4 separate regions of the Mus musculus genome follow, and regions 2, 3 and 4 are each linked to region 1. A link is a contact called in public HiChIP or PLAC-seq and promoter capture Hi-C data. All regions are on one chromosome and are shown on one strand. Each heading gives the region's core, a stretch centred on a gene start, on an enhancer-like site or on the middle of the called end of the contact. The rest is flanking DNA. Distances are from core to core; before and after follow the strand shown.

Region 1 (2,997 bases), core at 186-2,685:
AGGCAATCCCATAAGCCTTTTGTACAGAAAGTTTGTACACTGCAGGGGGTCTCACAAGCCCACCCATCTGAGGTCCAGCACTTTCGGCATGGTAGGGTGTCTTTAGTGTCCCACCTCAGCCTCCTCGGTCCCTCAGCCCCCGAAACTTCTACTTTCCCAGGACCCATTTTAATTCGGAAAACTTTCACAAGGCTTGCCTGAACCCTTCTCCACCCCAACAGAAAGCTAACTCCTCCCACCTTGGGTCCATTTACCCGTTCACCAACATTGTCTCATGTTTCACATCAGAGGGCCTCCGTCCTTCCTTCTTTAGAAAATTAGAGTATCCCGGAGTCGACACAGGGTCCAGTCAGGAACCCCGACTCCACCCCATCAGTCTGACCTCAGGGACATAGTTATGGCATGAGTCATTGGGTCACTAGGCAGGCTAGACATGGATCAACGCCCCACACCTCCATACCTGACTCAGGAACCTTTGCTTCTACTCTTCCATGTTCTGTACACTTGGAACTTCAGACTGCCTGACATCAGACAGAGATAGTAAGAAGGCAATCTACCACATTCCAGCATCACTACCATGCCCTCATATGAACCTCTGAGACCCTCCTGCCCACACCAGAGCTTTGCCTTGTCATTCTGTGGTCCTGTTACGGGCTTAGGTTGCAGCAAGCGAGCTACAGAGGGCACATGCGGGGAAACACACACACACAGAGGCAGGCCCAGCAGGTTTTTCAGGTCTGCCCTTCTGACACCACGGCTGAGAAAAATTCCTGGCTGTAATGACTGTTTACAACCAAGATACTTCACCTGGGTGGCACTCCAACACTGTCAATGAGAGCCCCATTTCCACATCCTGCCACCACTTGAGCAAATGCACACAGAGTCTGGACCTGATCCCCATTGCTCCCCCAAACATACAGCACACCCCCTTCAATTACTCTGGCTGAACAAACAAACAGAGGGACAAGCAGATACAGATGCCTGAACAACAGTGGTATCTAATCGGTTCAGCTCGTCTTCTCTGAGGCACTAGTCCTGATAAAAAGGGGGAGAGGGGCCGAGAAGAGAAGGCTGAGTCTCTGCCCCGTCCTTCCTCCTCCATTTTCCAACCAAGAATTATTTTGATATCAAGAAAGGAAAATGGACACGTGAGGCTTTGCCCTGGTCCCCTGATCCTCCCATACTGAACACCACCCCTCCTATCGCTACCCTATATTCTCAGGGTCCTCCTTCCTCAGATCTGGATCTCTAGAAGGGAACTTCCTCAGTTCCTGTGCCATTACCCTATCTCACGGCCCTGCCCCATTGCTCGCTGGTACTCACCAATGCCCTAGTGCTGGATGGCAGCCTCAAATATTTCCAAAAGAACAGTTGTCTCGTCCAGGCCCTAGCTTTCCTGGCAGTACAAGTGAACAGCAGTGACTGCTGTCTTGGCTACCTCCCACTAGGTAAAGGCCCAACCTACCTGGACAGGATGGGGTTGGCCCACACCTTTTAACCCTTACCTGCCCGCTTCCAGGGCTAGGGTCACCCCTGGGAAGGCAGTCTGGGGGACCAGGTGCCTCGGGGAGCCCAATATGGTCAAGGAGAAAGCATAGAATGCTTTCCTCACTGCGGATATCTAAGAGATAACTGGCCAATAAGCTCTAAGAATTGTGGGAGGAGCCACTGCCCAAATCCCCAGGCCACTGGAGCCTGCCTACACCCCGGGACATGGGGGCTAGGAAACTGTGAAATAGACAAACAGACATAGACATGGACACACACACACACACACACACACACACATATCTTGGATCAATTTCTCCCATAATTAGGATGATGATTTTCTAAGCTGCAGAGAGAAGTTGACCTTTCTAAGGAGAGACCAGATCTTAAGACACTCCCACCTTCTGTACTCCAGGAACAAATAAACCTAGGAAACACCATCATCTATACCCTACAACCTGAGGGGCGGCACAGAGCCAGCCTCCGCTGAGCTCTGAGCCATGGTAGAAATGGGAGGCCTGACTGAGAACATACTAATGTAAAGGCACAGGAAAGAGCCAGCTGGGGTGGGACACACCTTCCTTTAATCCCAGCACTCAGGAGGCAGAGGCAGGCAGCTCTGAGTTCGAGACCAGCCTGGTCTACAGAACTAGTTCCAGGACAGCCAGGGCTACACAGAAACAAACAAACAAAGAAACAAAAACAACCATAAGAAGGAGCAGAACCAGAGTACTAGACTGGGCCCTGCGCTAGAGGAGCCACTGGCTACTCCTGAAAGGAGAAAGAATACGAAGACTCAACTTTATCCATGTTCTCCCTGTTAACATTTCTAGCCTGGAGCGAAGCAGACAGGGAAATAAATTGAAAACTCTAAGTCCCTCTAATGCCCTTCAACACAACCCTACCTGGGCCCTAAGCTTGTCTTGGGCACATACCAAACATGCTGTACTCCAGGTAAGACAATCTATTTTGTGACCTCAGAACCCAAACCTAACCCCTATAGCAGCCGCTGCCATGTATGAACAGGGAGGGTTTTAGGGGTGTTCCCTGTTGGGGAGGAGAGCCTAGAGAAGAGTTCCCCCAGTCACATGTTATCAAGGCCTGCTGCCCCAGGTGCCCACCTTTCTTCCGGGTTATGAAATGTATGTGTGGAACACAAAGGCCCTTTCCATCTCCTTCCTCCCTTCTCCCTCCTTTGGACTGCTAGTGGAGGCAAGGAGCAAGCTGACATCCTCTTGGCAGCCATGGACCCCTCCCCACCCCCCTTGCAGGAGGCCACCAAGCATGTTGGGAAATGGATTTTTTTTCTTAAGTTTTTGTTTTTCAAGACATGGTTTCTCTGTGGAACAGAGCCCTGGCTGTCCTGGACTTTTTTGTAGACGAGGTTGGCCTCAAACTAACAGAAATCTGCCTGCCTCTGCTTCCTGAGTGCTGGGATTAAAGGTGTGTACCACTACAGACAGCTGGGAAAATGGATGTTTATAACCAGGGACAAGAGAAATGAAAAAT
Region 2 (2,997 bases), core at 257-2,756, 450 kb after region 1:
GAACTAAATAGCAAGATACTACATTCAAACAAACTTAGACATTAAGTAGCTTCCAAGACCTCCAAGTCAGATAAAGAGCTTCTGCTGGGTGCCTAGGTGCATTCCTTTCCTTTGTCAAGTGCAGCAGAAACTCTCTAACTTTGCTTCATTGTGATACCCCCTATCGTTTTTTTCTGACACAGCGGGTTTCAAGGCCGCTGGTACACCTAGGCAGAGGCTCCTGAGGCTCTAAAGAGGAATCATCAGATTGTACTGCCAGCATCATCGAGTTGTACTTCTGGTTGCTAGTCACAGAGTATGATCACAGTCTGGTGGGCGAGTCACTGTCAACAAGCCAGGTCCTAGCACTTTGGGGCTCAGTTTGTTGGAAAGACACAGGAATGTAGTCGGGGTGCACTGCAGGGTCCAGTGGCTGAGATTTAACTGGACGCTACTCCCACCCGCAGGGGGCTGCAGAGATGAGGAATCAGAGCTGCGGCCCCAAGCACCACGTTTCAAAAGCAAGAGTCCAGGCAATTAGTGTGCCACCCTGCAACAAGCTAGAAGTAGCAAAAGCAGGGGTCTCACGGGCGGCGCTAACCAAGAGAAAGGAAAACAAAGCCCAGAGACCACCAATCACAACCAGAACCCTCCACTGTAGCTGCCCAACGAGAGGGCGAGTCTTCCGTCGTCTGGACAACCGATTTAGGGCCCGGGTCCCGCGCAAGCGCAGGGTAGGGCAGGACTCGCAGGCAAACCGCTGTCGTGGAGGGTCTGGGCACGTGGAGGGGCTCGGACAAGCTGGCTGGCACTCACCCCAGGCGGCGCGATCGCAGGGCGACTTCCTAACACAGGCTTGCGACTTTCCAGGAAGACCTGCAGGCTCCCTAATAGCCCCAGTTCCGCTCAGCTCTAGCGCTTCCCCGCCCGATGGAGCGGACCAATAGTGAAGTGGAGAAGGTGGCTTCTGCCAATAGGAGTCCTCCGAATGTCGCAGGCCCTGTCCTCGCCTATGGTGTCATCTTCCCTGTTGGCTGAGACCAAGTCAGGAGTAGGGTGGAGACCTCCAAGGTCTGTGGGCGCTTTCTCCCGATAGCAAATCTATGCTATTCTGAGCTTCAATTTCCCTGCCCTCTTATCAATCGCACAAGATGAGGCTGAAATTTGAAACCCTCAACATTTGCTAGTGACCGGAGTTGCGTGGTCTTCTAAGTTTTCTAGGCAACCAATCAGTTCCCGGACCCATTCTTAGCCCAAATGCAGAGAATACGACAGGTGGATTACATTCAGTACAAACAAACCTAGCGCCCACCAGAGCTCAGAACTCTCCAGTCCTAACAGCATCGGTCACCTTCAAACCCTCACTCCTGCTGAGCAGTTGGTGTAGACTCTCAACAGTGCCAGTTCTTAAAAGCCAAACAGAAGGCATGACGGTAAACAAGTTGGCAAACAGACCTCGTCAGCATTTAGTCAGAATATTGATCATCTCAAACTGTCATTTTAATTATTACCTACGGACCAGTAGGCATCAACCCTTCTTCTGTCTTGCCCTACCCCGCCCCGTTCGAATCTGACGAACCAATCAGTACAGGGATCCCCCAGTTTTCCATGAAGTATTACTAAGCCTCCCCCACAAAATCTGTCCCTGCTCTACGCAAGCAGGACCAGGACCCCGCCATCATAGACTCATTAGCCAATCACAGACCATGTTGAATTCATCGCGAATAGATCACAATTTTATTTTCCCTCTCCACGATTTTCAGTTTCCAAACCTTTATGTGTGGTGGAATTTCTTTGCTTTCCCTTTTTCCCCTCTGATCAGTGAAAAAAAAAAAAAAAAACAAAAAACCAAAAAACCGAGCCTGTTGTGTAAGTTCTACTTTTATTCGACAATAACAAACTGCATATAAAAAAGGGAGACGGCAGGCGCAGAGGCCCTGGATCTGCTCCTGTCTGCTTTCCCAAGTATCCATCGTTCCTTGGCCCAATAAGGACCACCCCCTTCCTGCCTGGTGGCGGGGTGAGGATTGACAGGCATAGAAAGTTGTGTGTGTTCCTATGTTGTGTGGAGGGGTGTTGGGGGTCAAGAATGGATAAGGGAAAAGGAGTAGAGAAAGGGTCTTTTCTCATCCCCCATCAGAGTTGGCACCCTAAGGAGGGGTATTGAAGGGGATTATGATGGTCATATGCCTCAGCCTATGAGACGGTAGAAGATCCAGCATCCAAAAGTGACCCAGTGACTGGCCCAGCTGAGCTCTGACCACTTGTGGACAGTGTATGCCATGCCGTAGCCCTGTGGGAGAGAAACAAGTCATGATTTTGAAATTCAACAAGGACAGTGAGTCTCCGGAAAACCCATCTCTTGCCCAGGGATCTTTGGTATTTCATATTCCTGAGTAAAAGAAGGGTCTAGGTGCTTATCAAGGGTGACCAGATACAGTTTGGTTTCTTCTTCTTTAAAGATCATTTTAAGGGGCTGAGTATACAGCTTGATGGGAGGGTCTACATGGGGAGGCCCCAGGTTTTGATTTCCAGCACACCAAAAAGAGTTATTTTAAAAATATGTTGGATGTGGTGGGTCATGCTGATCCCTGAGGTCGTTTGTATATGAGACCACTAGAAATCTGAGTGTCTACCAATACAGGACAAAGTAAACCCTGACAAATTCTTGCAATGAAAAAAAAAAAAAAGGAAGACTGTGTACTTAAAAAATTGGGGGAAGCCAGACGTGGTGATGCACACCTTTAGTCCCAGCACTTAGCACTTGGGAGGCAGGCCGATTTCTGAGTTCGAGGCCAGCTTGGTCTACAGAGTGAGTTCTAGGACAGCCAGGGCTACACAGAGAAACCCTGTCTCAAGGGGAAAGAAATTAAAATATAGAGTGTATGTTTTTGATATGCTTTGAGGAAGTGGGTTAATAGAATAAAATTGAATGTGTGCACATTTTGCAGTGAGTCTCTACAATACTTACTTTTTTGGTTTGTTTTAGGGGTGCTAAAGATCACATTCCAAGCATGG
Region 3 (2,997 bases), core at 156-2,655, 370 kb before region 1:
AACTTATAGGGCACATGAGGAGATGGGTTTCCAGAATACAGCTCCCGAAAGAGCGACGACATCTCACAGACCAGACACAACTCAGGGCTGGGCATTTCACACCGGTGCCTGTCAGAGAGAAAGAAATCTCTCAGTATTGGAGTGTGGGTCAAGGCCTGGACAATGCAGTTCATAAAACACGTGTTGCCAAGATTAATTAGTCCTCGTAAGCCGATGGTAAAGCTGGAGGCGATCCTTCTTCTCCGTGGGTTGTGCCCCAGAAGTTCTAGTTCAGGTTTGGTCGTTTCCCAGGTGGGATATTTCTCCCCAAGTCCCGGCACTGAACACTGTTGCTGAGAAACCTCTGTCGAGGTGGACGCTTGTAATTTCAAGGCTTCTCCTTGCTCTTCTTTGGCAATTTGCTCAATGTCTATGTCATACACATAGTCTTTACACATGAAGCAGTATATGCCTCCATAATAAAGATCTACCGCTAAGTTGTGCTGTTTTGTCTCAGCGTGCTCGTGGATGTGTTTCTCTGTGAAGCAGCCAAAGAAGACGCAGGAAAGGCAAGAGTGGAGTCTGTTTAAATGGGTGCCACACACATGGCAGACGCACGACTTTGCCTTGCTTTTCCTGGTCTCTGGGGTTCCACACCACACGAAGCACTGGTAGATAACCCGCAATTCCTGCCTCCAGTTCTCTCCCACCTTAAAGCTGTTCACGTGGGAACAACCTGGTGGCCCCACAGCAAAATCCACATCCAGGCATCCGCCCCCAGGACCACGCCGGGGCCGGGGCCGGGGTGGGGGCCGTGGCCTAGGCTGCGGCGGGGTACGAAGCCTAGTCTGGGGCCGGGGCCGGGGTCGGCGGCGCGGGGCACGACTGCGACGCGGAGAGGGATCAGGGGGCCGCGGAGGGTCGGAGGGAAGGGTGGGGGGAGGAACCTCGTCGCCGCTGCCGCCAACACCGCTCTGCGCTGGGTTCTCATCCTTCGGCTCCTTCTCGGGCTGCCTCTCAGGCTCAGGCTCAGGCTCAGGCTCAGGCTCAGGCTCAGGCTCCTGTAAGGGCTCGGGTTCGGGCTCCGGCTCGGGCTCCGGCTTCTGTTCGGGTTCCGGCTCCGGCTGGGGCTCGGGCTCGGGCTCCGGCTCGGGCTCTGGCTGGGGCTCCGGCTCGGGCTCCCGCTCCGGCTCCGGCTCGGGCTCCCGCTCGGGCTCCCGCTCGGGCTCCGGCTCGGGCTCCGGCTCGGGCTCCTGCTCCAGCTCCAGCTTGAGCTCAGCCCCGCGGCCCGGACCCTCCGCGATCTCCACCTTCCCGGTGGCGTCCACCTTCCCTGCTGTCTCCACCTTCCCGGTGGCGTCCACCTTCCCGGCCGCCTCCACCTTCCCCTCCACCTTCTCCGCCTCCACCTTCCTCTATGCCTTCTCTCCCGTCTCCGCCGTCTCCGCCTCCTCCAGCCTCCTCCGCCTCCACTGGCTGCGACTCCTCCCCCTGCTCGTGGGGCTCGGGCGGCCACTGGGCGTGGTGGCGCGGGGGCCACGCAGACCTGGGGTGTCCCCGTCCGGACTGAGGGAGCGCGGTGGTTGTGGCAGCTGGACCCAAAAGGGACTTTCACTGAAGGAGGCGGCAGCGGAAGCAGGCGACGCCCCCGGGAATGCTCCCGCCGAAGCCCCCTAGCGGAGGCCGCTTCTGCAGCCAGGCCCCGTTTCCTTTAATTCAATATTTCCCAAACTTGCTGGTTCACGACAATCACGTGGGGGAGCGTGTTAAAATTACAGATTCCTCGGCTCCACCCGCAGGCCTACTGAATCAGACTCTTGAAGGGAGGTACTCCGGAACCTGGATCTCTAACTAGGGCCGGAGAAACTGCTAGTGATCAGGCAAGTTTGGGAAACACAGCTCTAATTCATTGAGGCTGGCGGGAAGTGGGGCGGGGACCGCGCAGTCTCTTTAAGGCGCTTCCAGCTCTCCGCTCCAATCGCTGCTCTGACCCCCTAGGCGGTCTCCTCCCCTCTAGTACTGCCCTCAAGGGTGCAGCTTCCCCTAGCCTGTGGGGCGGGGGGCCCGAAGGGTTGTCTTGTCTAGAAACGTTTCTGAGGCCATAAAATATCCCTTCACAGTCTGGTACTTGAGAATAAAGGCGGGAGCTCCGACATCCATCATTCCAGCGGCTGAACCTGCCTCCAGCAGCTGAACGTACCCCCAACATGTCTCAGTCTCCCCCTCTAGGTCCAACTCCTGCTCTCCCAGAAACGATGAAGCTCAAACTTTACTGGGGACCAGCCTGAACCCCAGATCTAGAGGGACAACAGTGCTCCCAAGGCCGCTCCACCTGAAGGGACATGTCTCTTTGAGAAACTTATCAGCCCATCCTGTGCTGGCTCCTTGCCTCCCACTCAGGCTCCAAAGGCCCTGGGTGGGATGACTGGTTGACAGCTGGCCTCCAGATACAGCACTCCAGATACTGAGCAGCCTGTGGGCAGAAACAGTCACTCCAAGGCCAGCAGGGGAAACCAGACACTGCAAGGCTGTTCCTACAGGTTGCACCTCCCTTACGCTGCAAGGAACCCAAACTACAAAGTCTGAGACCCATAAGATTTAGCAGAGTCTTGGGTGGGCAGCACGTAGGAATAAAGCGGGTATCTTTGGAGCTGCCAGTGAGGAGAGAGTCTGGGGGCCTGCTGTATGAAAAGCAGCATCATAGAGCCCAGGAAGAATGAGTCCAGAACAAACAGCTCAGGTCTTGGGCAGAGTGGGGATGTCAGAAGCAGCTGCAACTGCTGCTTCTGGAGGGTGCAGCCAAAGGCAGGGATCAGCACGTGGGGAGAGAGTGAGCTAAGAAGAGTCCAGTGCCTCAGTGTGACAGCCGGCTGTACCTGGTGCACATGGATGGTCCTACTCTAGGGGGCTCTGCTGTCTACAAAGCATCCCTGGTCAGCATTGGAAATCAGCCTCCACCTGAGTCATGCTTCATAGAGGAAGCAAAGACATACTCCTTGGGGATTAGTCAGGGAGCTG
Region 4 (2,997 bases), core at 263-2,762, 320 kb before region 1:
TGGAAGAGAGAAAGACCTCTCTCTGGAAAGGGAGGGAGTCAGAAGCCCTATGGGAAACTGTAGATTATAAGACTGGGGCTGCCTCTAGATTTCCCTTAGTTAACAAGACACCAAAACAACACTCCTTAGGCTTCTCTTGAGATTAGGGGCCTGAAATGTCAATAAAAATATACACGTTCAAGGCAATGACCAACTTAGTTTGTTCATGAGGCACTGAGCTACGTAATACAATGGTAAATTAGACAGCATGATCCATACTCCAGTGGAGACCCTAGTCCAAAAACAACCCTCCCATTTGTTAACACATTACCTACCCAGAAAATAGCTTAAATGTAACCTAACCAAAAATTAGGCAGCTCTAGATTCCCAGGTGTGCCTGGGCCATACATCTCTCAAGCCTACTGTTGTTGGGAGAGCTGGATCTGGGAAAGGAAGACAAGATCTGAAGTACTCATGGTTCCCTGCCTTACCCAAGCATTTCTCAACAGTCCTTGTAATTTTTTCAGAAATCCTTCCATTCAGAGTCCTGCCTCCCTCGGATGGAAACCCAAGCTTAGCCTAGGGGAAGGACTATGCCCTAGTAGGTTCTACTGATTGGATGCTCTTCCATACAACTTTGGCTCATGAGGAAAACAAGAACTGCCTGGCAGAAGCCATGCCCCATGGATGTGATAGACCATGACCAAGGGACAGTAAGGATTAGAATCAACTAAGATTTATTTATCTTATGTGTTTGAGTGTTTAGCTCACATACATTTCTGCGCAGGGACACTGGTTTTCCTTCCTTAGGTAACAAGGTAGACGACAGATGATATAGATGATAGATGGCATGGGTATGTGTGTGTGCACGCCCCTCCCCCTCGACCTATTAGGGAGCTCAAAGAAACTTGTAGCTGGCTAGAAATCTGATTTAGAGACTAAGTAGTAGAAACATGTATGTTCCCTCTTCTTGTCCGCATGGACACTGCTGTGGTTGAGTTCCGAACTATGTCTCTAGAACATCCACAACATCTACTTGTGGAAACTAACACTTGGAGGTGGGAAGATGCATAAATAGTTGAGAGCACTTAATTCTCACAGAGGGTCTGGGTTCAATTCCTAAGACCCACGTGGTGGTCCATAACTCACGTTCGGGGGGGGGGGATCGATCCAATGCCCCTCTTGTAACCTCTGTAGTCACCAGCACGAACACCTTACACGCGCGCGCGCGCACGCACACACACACGCGCGCACACACGCACACACACGCACATTTTACCTTCTTTAAGTACCGGGGGCAGGGGGGAGGGGGGAGTTTCCCCGTGTGCTCGTGCACGCGCGCACGCACGCACGCGTAGGGAATGTAAGTAAAGCGTCTAGACAATAAGGACCTAAAATGAAAGAGCCATAAGCTACCTACTTACGTTTTTATTTCTCAGTTCTCCAAGTTCCAAATCATCCGGCCCACTAAGGTCCAAACTTGGAGGAAGCTCGAGTCTCTGCTTATTAACACGTGTCGCGGCACGGCTGACTTGTGCGTCACCAACCACAAGGTGGCGAAAGAGATTATCACATCAAACCAGCCTGCCTTCTGCCTCTTCTATACCATTATTTTGCTAAGCAGAAGCATTTCCTGAGCGTGAGTCATTCAATGAGCACAGTGGTCCTATGGATTGTGGCCCTATGGATTAGCTATGATTTCACAGATGAGCAAACCAAGAGCTGCAGATACCTGTGGAGTTTGGCTGTTACCTATTTTTAGTACTGCATCTGCATTTACACCAGCGTCACCACACACATATGAGTACTGTAGTGTTACTTATTTGGCAATTGCTCTGCCATCTTTTGGCAATAAGAATTTATTTCATCCTCATCACAGTCTTACAGGATCACCATCATATATGTGGTCTGTTGATCAAACATCATCATACAACACATGACTATATGTTTCTATATGTTATCTATGTTTTTACTTAAAGGTTTTTTATTATGAAAGAAACTGTATTCCTGGTAACAACTTTCAAATTATAATAATGAGTAAAAAGTCTCCTTTCTTCCCATTAGAACTAGTCAAAAGCGTAACTCCTCACATATTCCTTCATAATTTGTTTACAAATACATAAGCATACTTCATATGTTTATCTTACAATGCACACAAATATATTGTACACACTGTTCTACAGCTTGCTTTTTCTAATTAGGACAGTATCTTGATAGCAGATGTGAGCTGAGGCCACACTGGCCTGTGGACCTCATTTACAGATCTGGAGTAGGACGTGACTGTCCTCACCTGAGAACAGCAAGTGTGTCACCTGATATATTGCAGCCTGAGGTGACAATGAAATGTGGAAGAAGAGAGCGGACTCTCTGCAGCAGCAAGAAAGCGTGGTGAGGTGTAAGGCAAGCCTGTTAATGGGCAGCAAGTGGGACTGGTCCCCATCTCTGGTATATTCAGGTCCTTAAGCTATAGTTTTGAGAAAGTTCAGATTTGGATACAGGCAATGTTCACAGTGCCTTTGGGGACAGGGCACCTCTTTACACCACCGCACAGTGCCAACGTGTGGAAACCCTGTGGGGTAGTAATTGGTAGCATTTTAAAGGTGACAAAATTGAGACTCAAAGAGGACAAGGCTCCCAAGGCTACCCTACTTGAAGCAGCACCTCCCCTTACCTACCTTGTCAGTACTTACAGGACCCTGGGGAACTATTGGCTATTGGTAGACTCTGGAAGACCGGATATCATTATCTTCAGATATGTACCCACTAGGGAAGCCAGCCAGGTCCAGTGCATAACTCCACAGTTACAGTCACATAAGCAACCCTTTTTAAACTGAGTATGTCACAAAACAAGAAGCCATGAGTGTAGGAAAGGGAGGACAGGGGTGAGAGAGAGACAAGAAAGTAAGGATTAGAGCAGTCAGAATCCATATATATAAACATATATGACATTATTACAGAACAAACTTAATTTATAAAAAACATTAAAAACACCCACATAAAATTAACCTAAGAAAATCA

The links. Promoter capture Hi-C pulls out the DNA fragments that hold promoters and counts their contacts. HiChIP or PLAC-seq counts read pairs in DNA pulled down with a chosen protein or histone mark.
Region 2: a contact with region 1 is called in an HNF4G HiChIP or PLAC-seq map of pancreatic cancer cells. The contact joins the promoter of Ebp here to the promoter of Ccdc120 in region 1. A contact is called at or near these places in 1 of 39 promoter capture datasets (cranial neural crest), 1 of 115 datasets of contacts at active chromatin or transcription factors (pancreatic cancer cells) and 1 of 9 other capture datasets (adipose tissue).
Region 3: a promoter capture Hi-C map of embryonic stem cells shows a contact between it and region 1, with 2.5 times the contacts expected there. The contact joins the promoter of Usp27x here to the promoter of Ccdc120 in region 1. A contact is called at or near these places in 2 of 39 promoter capture datasets (embryonic stem cells and liver), 1 of 115 datasets of contacts at active chromatin or transcription factors (stem cell-derived neural progenitor cells) and 1 of 9 other capture datasets (adipose tissue).
Region 4: a contact with region 1 is called in an H3K27ac HiChIP or PLAC-seq map of extraembryonic endoderm stem cells. The contact joins the promoter of 2010204K13Rik here to the promoter of Ccdc120 in region 1. A contact is called at or near these places in 8 of 39 promoter capture datasets (the C10 cell line, the SN4741 cell line, embryonic stem cells and 4 more) and 4 of 115 datasets of contacts at active chromatin or transcription factors (embryonic stem cells, extraembryonic endoderm stem cells, stem cell-derived epiblast-like cells and 1 more).

The regions. Positions count from the first base shown.
Region 1 is chrX:7,739,889-7,742,885 of GRCm38.p6, forward strand. It overlaps Ccdc120 (coiled-coil domain containing 120), which reads right to left and starts at 1,436. Exons shown (of 10, transcript NM_207202.2): 1 at 1,324-1,436.
Region 2 is chrX:8,192,006-8,195,002 of GRCm38.p6, forward strand. It overlaps Ebp (phenylalkylamine Ca2+ antagonist (emopamil) binding protein), which reads right to left and starts at 1,507. Exons shown (of 5, transcript NM_007898.3): 1 at 796-1,507. It overlaps Porcn (porcupine O-acyltransferase), which reads right to left. Exons shown (of 15, transcript NM_023638.4): 15 at 1,841-2,272. The coding sequence ends at 2,171.
Region 3 is chrX:7,374,425-7,377,421 of GRCm38.p6, forward strand. Usp27x (ubiquitin specific peptidase 27, X chromosome) reads right to left here and starts at 1,406. Exons shown (of 1, transcript NM_019461.4): 1 at 1-1,406. The coding sequence starts at 437. Gm14379 (predicted gene 14379) reads left to right here and starts at 1,501. Exons shown (of 2, transcript NR_026741.1): 1 at 1,501-1,859; 2 at 2,100-2,997.
Region 4 is chrX:7,421,476-7,424,472 of GRCm38.p6, forward strand. 2010204K13Rik (RIKEN cDNA 2010204K13 gene) reads right to left here and starts at 1,513. Exons shown (of 2, transcript NR_027924.1): 1 at 1,404-1,513.